2 separate regions of the Mus musculus genome follow, and region 2 is linked to region 1. The links are chromatin contacts, called in public HiChIP or PLAC-seq maps. All regions are on one chromosome and are shown on one strand. The core of a region is the stretch at or near the end of the contact, and the rest is flanking DNA. Distances in the headings are between cores, read along the strand shown. Region 1 has its middle 22 kb from the start of Tlr2. Region 2 has its middle 49 kb from the start of Fhdc1.

What was found. HiChIP or PLAC-seq counts read pairs in DNA pulled down with a chosen protein or histone mark.
Region 2: an HNF4G HiChIP or PLAC-seq map of pancreatic cancer cells shows a contact between it and region 1. The contact joins two enhancer-like sites. A contact is called at or near these places in 1 of 115 datasets of contacts at active chromatin or transcription factors (pancreatic cancer cells) and 1 of 9 other capture datasets (embryonic stem cells).

Annotation. Positions count from the first base shown.
Region 1 is chr3:83,860,286-83,867,904 of GRCm38.p6, reverse strand. No RefSeq gene overlaps it. Among named protein-coding and RNA genes, the nearest start is that of Tlr2, 22 kb to the right of the region's middle. Within about 2 kb of position 4,749, at least 223 of the 459 cell types and tissues checked have an H3K27ac peak or open chromatin away from gene starts, as enhancers often do. A contact at or near this core is called in pancreatic cancer cells, where this site is marked.
Region 2 is chr3:84,426,904-84,434,522 of GRCm38.p6, reverse strand. No RefSeq gene overlaps it. Among named protein-coding and RNA genes, the nearest start is that of Fhdc1, 49 kb to the left of the region's middle. Within about 2 kb of position 5,027, at least 96 of the 459 cell types and tissues checked have an H3K27ac peak or open chromatin away from gene starts, as enhancers often do. A contact at or near this core is called in pancreatic cancer cells, where this site is marked.

The sequences.
Region 1 (7,619 bases), core at 3,500-5,999:
GAATCAGGAGGTAGGCACGGCTTGAGAGTGAGCAGTCACAGTGCCCATAGGACTCTTCTACAGCTGGTACGTGTCGAATGACTTAATGAGCCTTCAGCTTTAGATGGTGTGGAAATGCCTCCACATAAACATTCCAGTTTTTTTCTGTAGATTACATGGGACATGGAACACTTTAACATGGGCGTTGGGTTCTGAGCATAGTTAAGGTAAACCAGGCTGAGCTATGGTGTTCAGCAGGCTAAGGCATTAATGCAGTGTTTACTTGCTATTTTCATTGTGTGACAGGTATGTCGGGGTATGCCACGGACTGGCCTCAATCCACGGGAGAATCAGGGTCCCGGTACAGGTGGGCAGGAAGTTGGCAAAAAAATGACAAACTCGAACTCAAGGGAGTATTGATCTGAATGTAATTTCTCAAAGCGAGCATCAGACTTATATATTACAGAAGAAAACAAAGAAATTAGGTGACACATCAGCCAAGGTACAATGAAGTTATCTGACACAAAACATAGAAATGTGTACAAAAAGACTGGCAGGAACCAGGCAAAGTTTACAACTGAGATAAGATCAGCCAGCCCTATCTAAAGTCAGTTATTCACAGGAGCCAGGTGAAAGGTCTGATGCAATGCTAGTCTATTGTATAACCCACCACCAGGGGTCCCTTAGTAAATACCTAAGTATGCTATTCCTCAGGGCCTAGTGAAAAACATGCATCAGGGGAGTTCTGTTCTACTAACCCTTTCTAGTTCCTCTTTAAACCACAACCCACCTTCTTTCTACTATTATGTAATGTAGGCTGCCATTCATGTCTGTAATGAGAATTCTAAATATACTTTGCTAAGCTTGCCCTGAGATTTCTAGCTCCTATCTAGTTAAATACTGCAAGAAAGCATGCAAGACCCTTCACACTATTGCAGGGATAAATTTGGAGCATTTGTGCTATGGGAATGCCAAGGTTCCAGGCGGCTAAGTTTCCATGAAACATATTCACCTTGGGACTGCGTCCAAGCTTTTGGGCCTGCCGAGTAGTCTTTACTGGAGTAGGTGTGGCAGGGGTACACCCTCACTGCCAATCAAAGAATGAAGTGTAACTTTAAATGCCCCTCAACAGAAGAATGGATACAGAAAATGTGGTACATCTACACAATGGAGTACTACTCAGCTATTAAAAAGAATGAATTTATGAAATTCCTAGCCAAATGGATGGACCTAGAGGGCATCATCCTGAGTGAGGTAACACATTCACAAAGGAACTCACACAATATGTACTCACTGATAAGTGGATATTAGCCCAAAACCTAGGATACCCAAGATATAAGATACAATTTCCTAAACACATGAAACTCAAGAAAAATGAAGACTGAAGTGTGGACACTATGCCCCTCCTTAGAAGTGGGAACATAACACCCTTGGAAGGAGTTACAGAGACAAAGTTTGGAGCTGAGATGAAAGGATGGACCATATCCAGTAGAGACTGCCATATCCAGGGATCCACCCCATAATCAGCATCCAAACGCTGACACCATTGCATACACTAGCAAGATTTTATCAAAAGGATCCAGATGTAGCTGTCTCTTGTGAGACTATGCCGGGGCCTAGCAAACACAGAAGTGGATGCTCACAGTCAACTAGTGAATGGATCACAGGGCTCCCAATGGAGGAGCTACAGAAAGTACCCAAGGAGCTAAAGGGATCTTCAACCCTATAGGTAGATCAACATTATGAACTAACCAGTACCCTGGAGCTTTTGACTCTAGCTGCATATGTATCAAAAGATGGCCTAGTCGGCCATCACTGGAAAGAGAGGCCCATTGGACACGCAAACTATATATGCCCCAGTACAGGGGAACACCAGGGCCAAAAAGGGGGAGTGGGTGGGTAGGGGAGTGGGGGTGGATGGGTATGGGGGACTTTTGGTATAGCATTGGAAATGTAAATGAGCTAAATACCTAATAAAAATGGAAAAAAAATAATTTTTTTTTTTTTTTTTGGTTTTCGAGACAGGGTTTCTCTGTATAGCCCTGGCTGTCCTGGAACTCACTCTGTAGACCAGGCTGGCCTCGAACTCAGAAATCCGCCTGCCTCTGCCTCCCAAGTGCTGGGATTAATGGCATGTACCACTTTAATATTTTTTAAGGTTTATTTTTAATCATGTTTTTAAAACCTTTTAACCTCTCTTTTATCCCACCACCCAATAGGGATAGTGGAGAAGAAAGGATAGGGGGGAAAGTGGACCTGTTTAGAATGGTTCTTTGGAGCAACACCTATCTGTGTTGTCTGGAAATCGGCAGTTCAAGTCATAGGTCAGCAGCAGTTTGATCCACTCAAATATATTTTATGGACACACCAGCAGTCCAGTTCTGTAAAGTCGGGATAGCAAAGATGAATCAGCAGCGGTGCACTCCCTAACACAGGCAGCCAGGCCTCAGCCTTGGTATGAGTCAACAGGAGGGACCAGGGCCAACAGGAATGACAGAAAGTGTTCTCCACTGTGCCTCTCTCAACAAAGCAAAGATCAACAAAGACATGAGACTAACAAGTGTGTTTAGCTATACAAACAAGCCAAGCTCAGCCTCCTTCACTGTCCTTTGAGACCTTTTATAACTCTCTCCAAATGTCACATGTCCCCACAGGTCTTGTTTCAACACTGTACATTTGTCTCAACTGTCATCATTCTGCCAATCAGCCTGAGTCCTCGGAAGTGACAAGAAGTCACAACATACCACCAGCAGTTTTTTGGTATGCTGTAGGGTTATGAATATCCTGCATCTACTCTGCCACAGGGCTCGGTCACTTGGGGAGGCGAGACGTTGGAAGTTACCCCATGCTGGGGTGGGTGTCCGGCTATGGGAAGCCTAGGGACACTGCTCCGGAGGTGGGGGAGCTCACTCTGAGGTCCCGAGGACGGCAGGAGCTGGCTCGGGGTCCCGGCCTGCACAGAGGTTGGGGCCATCTGATTCTCAGGCTCTTGGGCACCCAGGCGCTGCTGAGAGCCACAGAAGAGCTGAAAATGGGAGTGGGGCCTGGGGTCGAAGGGGAAAGTGGGGAAAGCTCTAGCTGGATCTCTTGGGGAAGAGAGTCCTTGGCTTGTTTGGGGGAGTGGGGCTTGGCTTGGTGTGGCCGTGGCTGGGAGCACTGAGAGGCCTTCTCTGGGAGAATAGACAACAATGGCTTTATAGGTGAAGGCCTTGGCCATGGCTCCCCTACAGCGGATCCCGAAGAAAAGAGGCAGTTCATAGTTTTAAGGCATTTATTGTCATGGTGGAAATTAGATAAATAAAACCATACCCCACTTCTCAGGGCGGGCCTGAGGTTAAATACCTTTTGTAGGGAGGAGTGTCTGGGAAGGAGAGCTCAATTGGCTAAGCCCTTCAGGCCTTTAGGTACCTCATTAAAATGGAGATCTGTCTTGAGGCTATGTGACCACAGGTCAGGTCCTCTCCCCGTGTAGGGGCTTGGGGCGTTGCCCATAAGTGACTGATGGCCACAAATCTATGGAGAGCTGCGGCCTCATGTCAGGAGGGAGCGTGGCAAAATGCCTGCCGTCCTTCAGGACCACTAGGGTTTCCAGCCTCTGCTCGACCAGAAACCAGGCTGCCTTTCACAGCCCTACAGTTCGCTTCTCTCTATGGAGTCCTGCCAAATGGAGCTCAACTACATAGTGTAAGGTGAGCCAATACCTGTATTGTTCACACACACACACACACACACACACACACACACACACACACACACAAAGAGTCTTTTATTACGTGTCCTTTCATGTGCTTTCTTTAACAGAATATCCTTTCACGTGTGTCTACTTCAGTGAAATGTTCCTGAGACTGCCTTATTCTTTCATCCCTGCCTATTTCAGTCAAACATTCCTTCAGGTGTCTACTTTAACAAAAACATCCTTTCACCTGTATCCACTTTAGGAAAACACTGGTTCACATGTTTGCCCCAACAAAACACTTAAGTTTCTACTTCAATGCGATCTACTTCTGTCCTGGTAGGAGACAGTCTCTACCAAAGCCACTTGCTAGATGAACACTGCTAAGCAGGCAGTCCAAACAATGGTCACTAAAGCTGTCACAAATCAGGCCTATTATTGTGCAGCTATGGAAACAGCTAACCACAAGGGGAGTTGAGATGTGTTCTTGTTTTAAGTGGGCTTCTTGTCCAAGACTTAGGTTTCAGCAGCTGCAATATTGGGAATAATAGAATATAGTGGAGAGTGTTTGCTTACCCACACATTCAGGAGACTGTTTAGGGTGTATCTTCAAAGAACATCTAAGACACTTAAATATAACCACAGCTATGTGCCTTCTACCAGAATCAGCAAAGTCCAGAGACACTGCCTAAAGGGAAGCCCTGAAAGAACTGGTCTCTCTCTCTGACACACACACACACACACACACACACACACACACACACACACACACACACGGGACTGGTTCCTTCGGTATGAATTACTCAGTTCATCTCCCTCTCTATTTTGTGAGCTTCTCAAGGGCAGAGAGAACCCTGTCTTCCCTCTGGTCACCCCCACTGGCTGGCTAAGGCAGGCTCCTAAGAGGGTACACAAACTCTTGCTTGTGACAAGCACTCACTCAGCACCTCTCTGGTACCCAGTGGTTGTCCTAGCACTCCTCTGCAGCAAAACCTTTCTGAACCAGCCTGAGGGGAGGGGCCTGGTGTGAGGCCAGGCATGGGGAGGGCTCAATCAGAGGAAATATAGATGTCACAGCTTGCCACTTTCATTTCCTAAAACTGAAACTTGTCTAAAGGGACTTATGCAACAGTGGAATTTCAGCTCAGTCACTCACTGGAGCCCAGGGGCTGGGGTGGAGCCAGTCCTAGAATAACTCTGGATGCCTCTAGACTTGTTATGAAGTTTCTGAGGGAGAGCCAGCTCGTTCTCAGCTGACTCCAGTTGGTCCTTGTCCTTGGAAAACTGTGGAAATCCCCTGCTTCTCCCTACGCGAGGGCTGGGCTCCTCATATCTGAGAGGAAAGTTGTCATTTGCTGTTGACCTGGGCAGTCCTGGCCTGGAGCCTTCCCTTAACAGAAACATCATTGGGTTTTCCTCAGAGAAACTGGCCATGCACTTGGTGGAATAAAACAGCTTGAACTGATTCATATAAAATGTAAATGACTGAGAGTCTGATTATAATCACATTCCTTTTTGTTGTTTGTTTTGTTTTGTTTTGTTTTGGGACAGGGTTTCACGCAGCCTAGGGGGGCTCCAAACTTCAGATCTCCCTGTCGTCATCTCCCAAGTTTGGGATTCCGTGTGTGAGCTAACAGACACAGCCAAGTCAGTACTTTCAAGGATACAATTCCGTGAGCAACCATAGGCTCCTTAGTTCTTCCCTCAAGTAATAGCTGTTAGTGGAGTCTGTTTTCTCAAGAGTTGAATGATGGGAGAATCCTGGCCCACTGTTTGGTCTGCACCATAGATGCCCTCAGCGAAGGAGCAGTGGAAAATTAACTGTGGAGGGTGGAGAAGAAGGGAGGGAGAGGAAAGGGGAAAGGGAAGAGAGGGAAAAGAGGGGAGAGAGGGGAGAGGAAAGAGAGGGGAGAGGGGAGAGAGATTGTTCCCTGATAATTTTCCTGCAATCAGTTTGTATTCTTTATTTTCTTAGAAACAAATGCTTTTTAGGAAAGGTGAGTCACAGTTAGTTAATCTAGCTATCTTTATGCATTCACAGTTTTTTTTCCCTGTAGTTGTTATCTTTTGCCAACATAGCTTTGGAGCACTGTAATTTAGTGAGTCCAGATATTCCTCTGCAGTGGACCTACAATTCTATTTCTTAGCTCATTCAACCCATAACTGTGTAATTTCTGCCATCCTATTATTTATTATTATTATTACTCTCCTGCCTTGTGTTTCTGCATGCATATGGGCAGGCAGCTTCATTTTTCCACTTTATTTTCTATAACATAAATGTATTGTTTGGCTGTTCTTAACAGTCCAACTTGTATCTAGCACTTATGAACACCAGGCACCATTTGTGCCCTGTGCACACACTTCCTTACAAACATTTACAAACATTTTACAGCCAGGATAACTTGATTCAGATTTCACAGCCAGCAAGGTAGCTCAGAGACTATGTCTCAGCACCCTTTAAGTAGCCAGACGCTTCTCCAAATCACTTTGGAATATTATTTTTTTCTTTTCTTTTTTTTAATTAGATATTTTCTTTATATACATTTTAAGTGCTATCCCGAAAGTTTCCTATACCCTCCTTCTACCCTGCTCCCCTACCCACCCACTCCCGCTTCTTGGCCCTGGCATTCCCCTGTACTGTGGCATATAAAGTTTGCAATACCAAGGGGCCTCTCTTCCCAGTGATGGCCGACTAGGCCATCTTCTGCTACATATGCAGCTAGAGACACGAGCTCTGAGGGTACTGGTTAGTTCATATTGTTGTTCCACCTATAGGGTTGCTGACCCCTTCAGCTTGGAATATTATTTTTTATGTCAGAGATATGGTGTCCTGGGGGGCTACTTTACCAAATGAAGCCCAGGCAGGGCTTCAGCCCTTTGGTACCCAGGAAGTGCTCAGGGTTGGTTTGTGGTATTGTTGATAATTGCCACACTTAGCAAATTCTAGTATCTATTCCAAGAAGAGGCTGTTGACTTCTGGAAATAGAAGGAAAAGGGCGAACAGAACAAAGGATTGTATGATAAATATTCCCTTTTCTCCCCAGGACAAGTACCCCCTCCCCATCATTTTTATCCAGACTTTTCAACAATCTGACTAGACCGACTAGATGAACCACAAACTAGAGAAGAAACTAATTTAAATCATAAAGCCTTTCTAGAGAACACTGGCTAACCTTGAGAGTTTGTTTGGTTCTGGGCCCTGCCAGCTCAGATCTGCTTTCTCCCTCAGGATATCTAGGTGGACTAGAAGGAAAGATGTTTAGCTGGATGGGTGGGTTGGTTAGACAGGACCTTGGTCCAAATAGCCTTCTCTGGAGATGGTTGTCAGTGAGATAGCTTTCTTCATTGGGGGTGAACGGGGGTAAACCAACCTTGGGGAGTGGGTAGGAGTGTTTCAGGGTGAGCAGACATCACTGGCTGGGGCACAGATGCTGGCTTGCTTTATTTGCATAAAGAAGAATTCCAGGTGCTTGCTGGACATGACCTTATAAGGAGAGAAGAAGTCTGGCCACCAAGCTATGTGACTGCCTCAAGGGTAGCAGAGGTGGGGGTCTTAAGGCTACGTGTGCCCAGAGCAGGGAGGAAGCCATCTGCTCATGCCATTCTCAGAATGAGATTTTCCGAGTTTGAACACATCTTTACCTCACGCTTGCTCCAGACTGGTTTCCCTAGACGCATGGCTTTCTGGGCTCACAGGACCCTGAATTGTGGACAGGAATGATTTCCATTTTCCAGATATGAAAACTGAGTCTTGTGATCTATTTAGTCACACAGCCATCAAGATGTAAGCTCAAGTCTGCTGACAGTGCTTACCCCTATGGGTCATAAACATTGCCCCAACAGTGCTGTGGAGGCTGGATTATTGGGGGTGAAGGCATTGCTCTGGGACCCAGTAGTCAGCTGACACAGATCTGGATTGGAGGCACATGGGCCACTCCTGAAGGCTGCCAAGAGTCAGTCCAGGAGA
Region 2 (7,619 bases), core at 3,778-6,277, 570 kb before region 1:
GATGGTCCCTTCCATCCCTTGGCTGCTTCAGTACCACAGTGACATCATATCCTCCAACCAAGATCCCTCCCACTGAAGCCTGGGTCCTGCTCTCACCTGTCCAGAGAGGGTGAGCTCACCTGAGTTTTGAGGCCGTTGTCCTGGAAAGAGAAAAACATTCAACAATACTGTTACAGTGGGACAGAGCCTCCCCACCCACTAGGAGACCTGCCCCTTGGATTGCACACAGCACAGGACACTACTTCAGTCTGGGTGCCCATGGGCAAAGACAAACACAGCCAAACCCTTCAAAACAAACAAGAGGGAACACTGTCTTGAGAGTTTGGAAGATAGAGCTTTGCAGAGCCTGGGACTGGAAGGAGCAGCAGAGGGCTAGAGCAAACCTCTCTTCCTCTCACCGGTGTGAAGTTGTCTGGCCAAGTTTTTCTGCCCTCTGAGCTGCAAGATTCTAAGTCCTCGGGTGGGGAATTGAGTGAAGTCATTCCTAAGACCTCTCAAAAACAGAGTAAAATTACCGTTGCCCTGAGAAGCTCAGGTGTCTCGGGTTGGCTGGTTGGAATTAATTGTATGGCCTTGTTTTGGGTGACACCATGACAGCAAAGGATAAAGTGGATTGCGGTGCACAATTATGACCAGGCTGTGCAGAGCCCTTCCAAGCGGGTATTACTGCATTTCTACCCTTTACCTCTAATTTCCACTCCCATTCTTGCCCAGAAGGCACCAACTATAATATATGTGATGCCTGTTCTTAGATATTCGTGTGTTATGGGTGACATTAAGCATGCATCTCTATGTCCCAAATAGACAATGGCCACGAAAGTCAGTGTACAGTTTGGGGTACTTTTTAACTCACGCAGATGAGTCAGGTGTGGTAGCACTTAGGAGGCAGAGTCTGGAGGATCACAAGTTCAAGGCCAACTTAGACAACCTAGGAGTCCAGGTACCAAAAGGAACCCTAGGAGATTTTTTTCTAAGTGGTAGGGTGCTGCGAAGCCTACTCTGCTCCTTCATTCTAGCATGTCTTCTGTCTGCTGTGTGTACATCTGCTTGTTAACTCTTACTGACACTGAGTCCCTTTCAATGTCTCTATCCCAATGCTTCCTACTCATCCTCCTACAACTAGACATCTCTGTTTCTTAAAGACCACACCATGACACGCAGGGCCACAGTGAACGTAACCACACTTTTCTCCAAGGACCTGCAAGGGAGGCCCTCCTTAAGCAGAGCTCTATTCACTGTCACGCAGCACTGCCAGATAGCCTGGGGTCAGTGGCGGCTGAAGCAGCTGTGTGGCTGGAATGGCAGAGTCAGGCAAAGGGCTCACAGAATAAGAGCCATTGTTTGGCTGCTGGGTTCTTTGAGAAAGGTCTGTGTTTTAATTGGTTAGCCCTGATTTTAAGAGCCACAGTCTCCTTAGGCCATGTAATGGCTTATAAACAGAAGTGATTCAAGTTACTATTTCATGGGGGGTCCCCCCTCCTAGACTGAGCCCTTCTAGGGCTGGTCTAGTACTTTCCCACAGATGTGCTACACCATGCTTCAGACAAAGCCAGCGTAGCTATGTATCAGGGAGTGTAGTCGAGCTGGGAGTGTAGTCAAGCTGGGAGGAACGAATGGGAAGCAGCAACAGGGTCAGCAGTGACGATGAGCGAGCACAGGGCAAGCATGGCTAAGAGGTGGCATGGAGGGGAATCTCCCAGAAACCGGCCCAACTCAGGCAGGACTGAGAATGGCGTGTCTCTGGGGTTATCCCAGGTCTGCCTCCGACCTGCAGGTACAACTAAGAACCATTCTGAACTAAGTCCTGCAGCTAATCTAGATCCTTCCTCTCCTCCCATCTTTCCGTTCTCTTGCACTGAGCATCATGGTCAAGCCTGGCACGAGCCTGCAGACTACAGGAGCTTTGCAGGCATCCCTGAACAGCAGGTGAGGGGCAAGACAGCAGAGCATGGTGCAAGGAGGGCTAAAAGACGAAAGCCAGCCAGGCTCGGTCCATGCAACTTTAACCCCAGCACTCAGGAGGCAGAGGCATGTGGATCTCTGTGAGTTCAAGGCCAAGCAGGTCTACAGAGTGAGTTCCAGGATATCCAGGGCTACACAGAGACCTTGTCTCAAAAAAAGGAGAGAGTGAGAGAGACAGAGACATAGAGACAGAGAGAGACAGAAACAGAGAGAGAGACACACACACAGAGCAAACAGTGCTAATTTGGGCAGAGAGAAGGTCAAGTCACCTGCATACAGGGGCCTGCTATGTGAGGGCTGAGCCTGTCAGGAAGGTGACAGGTGACAGGTGCTCTGAGCAACACAGCCTCAGATGCTTCTGGACTGTGAAGCCTACAGAGTAGAGAGAAGGAAGGTGATGCTGCACCCGGAAAGGGTAAGAAGGAATGCTAGTGTCAGAAGAATCACACGGGCTGTATCGTGGGGGCAGGGACTCACTGAATGGGAGCAGCAGAGTGACCACAAGTTAGCACATTTGGGGATGTTCTGGGGTCCTGATGAGCAGAGACAGCTGGGCTGAGCTGCGGTGGGCTGGGGCTCTGCCTCAGTACGAGGAGTGTGAGGTGATGCTCTAGCCTGAGACTTCTGAGGTGGGTGCACAGGAAGCTCTAGAGGCTGAGTTCAGATTTGAATGTGTGGGGGGCAGTGTCTGTGGCCATCAGAGGGGAGGCAGGCTGCTCCTGGATCCCAGAGTCAGCTCTTCACACACATGGTGCAGAAATGCATCCCCTGGGGGTATACTGAGAATTGACACATCTGAGGTGACTGATAGGGACTGCTGAGAAACATCTCTTGTGAGTCAAAGAGGTGTCTTTCTGACCAGGTAGGGGGTCTCCAGTCCAAGAAAACAACTGTGGGCAATGCTGTTCAGAATTGAAAGGTGGTCCCTGGACAGGTGCCTGGTCTTGCTGAGAGGACAGAGGACACATCTTCACCTCATTTCATCTCAGAGAAGGCCTGGTGGCTTCCCCCATACCCTCGGGACAGAGGCAGTCACACGTGCTAGACACAGCCCCAGGCAAGCTCTCTGTGTGCTCAACAGCCGCAGGGCCCCTCTGCAACTCTGCACACAGGTCCTGGAAAAGCTGAAACTGTGAGTTCAGCCTGACAGAAAAGAGGAGACATGAGAAGACCCATCTGGACACTGCAAATGTGCCAGGCGCGCCAGCAATTATCTTCCTGTTGGCTTCAACCTTCCTCAGCTGCAATCTCTGTCTTCTCCACCCTTCACCAAACTGGCCTTTCAGGCTCTGTGGCCCAGGTGAGAGTGGTGGAAGTTGTAGTGCCTGCAGCTCTCTGGTCCTCCCCCTTCAGTCAGCTTGGTTTTGCTTGTTTAGTTTGAATCTCTCCTCTGTCCCTGACCAGCAGGTTCATGACCAGGTGGCTCCTGCTGGCCCCACATCCTTGGCCTTCCCCACCCCCACAGCATCCAGAAGCAGAACGCCCTGAGGCTCCTTCAGGGAAAGGCCCTTTAGTCTGTGTGATCCCTGAAACCATACCTGACCAGGAAACACAGATTCTAGCCAGCTTCCTGGCAGGAGAACTCCTTCTGTTCAGGACTGAGAATGAGACTCTATTGGTAGAGTGACGGCCAAGGATGCACACGTGTGGTGTTTGACCCCAGATGTGGTGATGCGTCCCTATAATCCCAGAACTCAGGCTATGGGGGTAGGAAGATCAGAAGTTCCAGGTCATTCTTAAGTTGCACAGCAGCTTCAAGGCCAGCCTGGGCTACATAAACTTAAAAGGGAGGAAAGGAGGAAGCGAGGGAGGGAGAGAGGAGGAAGAAAGGGAGAAAAGGAAAAAAGATGAGAGGAAGGGAGAGGAGGGAGGGAGGAAAGGATGGCTCCACCAGTCAGCCTCTACTATTCCCTCATCACTGTGGCATTTACCCTTCTGCGGCCTCCTCCAGCACATGGGAGCCTTCCTGAAAGAAGTCTCAGTATGCCAGACACCTGTGGGGACAGGAATGGGGACATTTTTAGACCAGTTTGGTTCCTGTGAGGCAAGAGCCCAGAACCCCAAGTAGAGATGCCAAGAGCACTGGGAGTCTGGGTTAAATAAAGCAGAGATAAATTCTATTGGTTTCTTTCCAAAGCAGCTGACGCCTTGGTCCTCTGTGGGCCTCACTTTCTCCTCCCCCCTCTTCTTCTCTCACTTCCTCCCTTCCCTGGGAGGGAGGGGCAGAGGGAGGGAGAGAGGCCCTCAATGAGGAGTCTCTGAGGGATAAGAATCACAGCAGAAGCACCTCAGGGGGAACTGGGAAGCACCCTCAGCTTCCTGGAGCTGCCTCTTTCCCTGTTAGAGCACGGTGTGCTGCCAGGGGAAGGCCCAGCCATTTAGATGCTAAACTGCAGGCCTGGGTCACTGAGGGTACAGGCCTGGGAAAGTGGGCTATTAAAAAGGAGGCTGTTGGTTAGAGGGGCAATTGGTGTCCATGGAACCAGAAAGCTATGTGGTCCCTTGGCTGACAAAACCTTTGACCTCATTCCTTAGAGGTCTAATATCTGAAGCTCAGCCCGTCTTCTGTGTCTGCATCTGGGCCATTTTACACTGAGTAAGCCAGACGGTTGAATCCCGGGTCTATCTGAAGCTCGATCGGAACAGGAAGAAAGAAGGAGGACAAGGAAGAAGCCAGAAAAGGAGGCGAGACAGCAAAGCCATTATGAATGCTCAGGGAGACTTTAGTTAAATATATATGCATGTTCAATTTGTATTTCGAATGGAGGCTAGCACCTGTTTACACTGCACAAAATCGTGTCACGTACACTGAAGACCACACCTCCAAATCAAACTAACCCTGAGGGCACCACCATCTATGTTCACTGGTATGTGTATGTCTTTGGCTCTTTGCACAAACCCACAGCTCACACGTGAAGACCATTTGGCACGGTGTTCACCCATCCGGCTCGGCCGCAGTAAGATTTCTCAACAGCGCCTCATGGATGGTCAAGGAGAGCTTGAAGCCCTACCGGGCTCTATGGCAAATGAGTAACTCAGCAGTTCTTCCTTCCTAGAGGCAGATGACGTAACCTCTCTGTGTGCCAAAGGCAGGAGAGATGAGTCACAGCCACCCTCCTTGTTTGTCTACTCTGTCACTACTTGGTCCATTTCGGTCAGAGTCCAGAGGTTTGGCTATTGTCTCAAGTTTGGCAAAGTCAAAGAAAGGGCACTTAATGGATCCCATCTGTCAGCCAATAGCTGACCTATATTGGGGTCCACTGTGTGTCAGCTACTGCTCTGGCATAAAGGTGTGATGGGGATGGGAGAGAGAGTCTCAAGTCGTTTTCTTGCCTTGCTGTAGGTGTGTGGGTACGGGAAGGAGATTACTCATGCATGTACTTTGAGACTTAAATGAGTCCAGCGATTCAATAGGCCCTTAAAGGGGTGACCCAGGACACTAGCCAAGAACTAATCATAGGGCATGATATACAATATCTCTTTGCCTGGGCATCCCTTTCCTCCCTGTGCAATAAGAATGTTGGGCCAGGTCACATTGAGCCTTCTTCTATAGAGAGAAAGCAAGGGAACACTTCAAACACTATATTCTGTGGTTGTTTCTACCCGGAGACTTTTTCCCATGGCTAGAGCTTCTAGTAACAAGTGACTTTGATAAAAAACCCTTCATCCATTGATGACAGGAACCCTAGAGAAAGAGGTAAACAAGGAGGAGCCCAGACATCAAACCAACACCTCAAACTCTCCAAGTGTCTGCATGCCCCTCTACCCTCGGTCTTGCCGGAAGCCCTGGGTGGGAGGTAGACTTGGTAGCTTAGGCAGTGAAACACAGGGTGTTTCACAGGGGGGCAGAGCATGGAGAACTAGGAGCAAGGGGATTGGAAGGCCCTGGAAAAGCAGGCGTCAAAAGCTTTGAGGGTCCTAGGGAGCCAGAGTCCCTCAGGCTGACGAGGCTCCCAAGCCACTTGCCACATTCTAACTCCACCAAAGCAATGCCCTTGGCATGGCTCCACCACAATCCAAGGAGCAGATCTGGTTTTGCTGAGTGCTCTCAGGACCAGCCCAAAGGGGAGCCAAGTTCAGCCACACCAAGAAAATCTTGCTTGGCCAAAAGGACCCATCTAGGTCTTGAGAACCAGAGATGGAAGGAAGGAGTGGAGAGTCTCCACCTGGAACGTGCAGTGACTAATAGTATTTTCCTTTCTTCTCATAATTTATAGTGTCACATGCTGCTTAGGAAGAGGGCCCCATGTCTGGGGTCTGGCACTGCGACCTTTGTAAACTCCAACAAGTGTAAGACCATGTGGCTCAACCCCAGTTACCCTCCCCTTCCTGAGCCCCACAGGAGTGATGCCCAGCTGAGGAGGTGATAGTGCCCCATGCCCTTTCACTTTAGGGGAAAAAGGAAGCCACCCCGGGGAACTTTGGCTCCTATCTGATTCATGTTCATTCATAACACAGTGGGCTGAGGGAAAGTGAGTAAGCCATCGGTGAGCAAAGGCAAGCCAATCAAACAAGTTCTCGGATCACACTCTGGTGATACCAGGCCTTCAGCTGTGCAGGCCGTGACTTTGTAAGGAGTTGGGCTGTGAGCCACAAAGGCACCTTGAGGGAGTGGCCTGCTTTAAGGTTTTGATAAAGATTAGCTAATACTAGGGTCAATAAGAAGCCACACTATGATTGTGTGCAAGCCATGTGACAGGCACTGTGACCAGCCTGAGAAACTTAATTGCAGTGGAAGAAGCCATAGCATAGACAGCTTGACAAGTCCCTGGGCAGGCGCTTGGTCCCCTGGCTGAGGAGATTCAGGGGGCCAGAGAAGCCAAGAGCTGGTGGAAGCTGTGACAGTCTGGGAAGCAGGCACAATGCCTGCCTTTTCTCTTTCGGATATCACAAAGAGAGGCTTTTGGGGAATTATGGAAAAGACTAGAGAGTTCTCAGACTTACAACGATAAGATTTAAGCATCATTAAAGAAACTTCTGCCTGGGTTTATAGAATCACAGAATGATCATATTGTACTTAAAAGAGATTCTTAAGGAATTTTGACCTGAGGTGCTAAACCTAGTGACTCCCAGTTGCTGGTGACAACTGTGCTCCAAGCAGCCCTAAAAATATCTGTGTCAGTAATGCATCGATACATTCATGGGGAAAGTGAGAAGAAAAGAATCTTTAGTTGAGTTGGCATGGCCTTTGTTTCTCAGAGTTACAGGCTAGAACTGCACTCTTGCTTGGCACTAGCGCCACCATTGAGCTCCACCCCCCACTTCTTCCCTACCCCACCATGCTTAGACCTCCGGACCAACTCTGACTTGCTTATTTTTAATTTCTTGTTTGTTTTCTGAGGTAAGACCTTGTTATGTAGCCCAGGCTAACCTTAAACTAGGAATCCTCCTGCCTCAGCTCAGGAGTGTTGGAATATTGAGCTGGTGCCACCCCACATGGAACCCCACTCTTCCTTTTAAAGGCTCAGTATAACTTCCTGTGGGTTTTGGGGTTTGGTTCATTTCCAAGAGTGACCATTTCAAATTTGAGCCCAAGGAAGGTCAAGTTCTACGGCATCCCGTTTCTGAGAGGGAGATTAGCAATCACTATCTTTGGAATGTCCCACTTTCAACGTGTCCCTCCTTAGTGGGAGCTATATGACATGACCAGTGTGGAC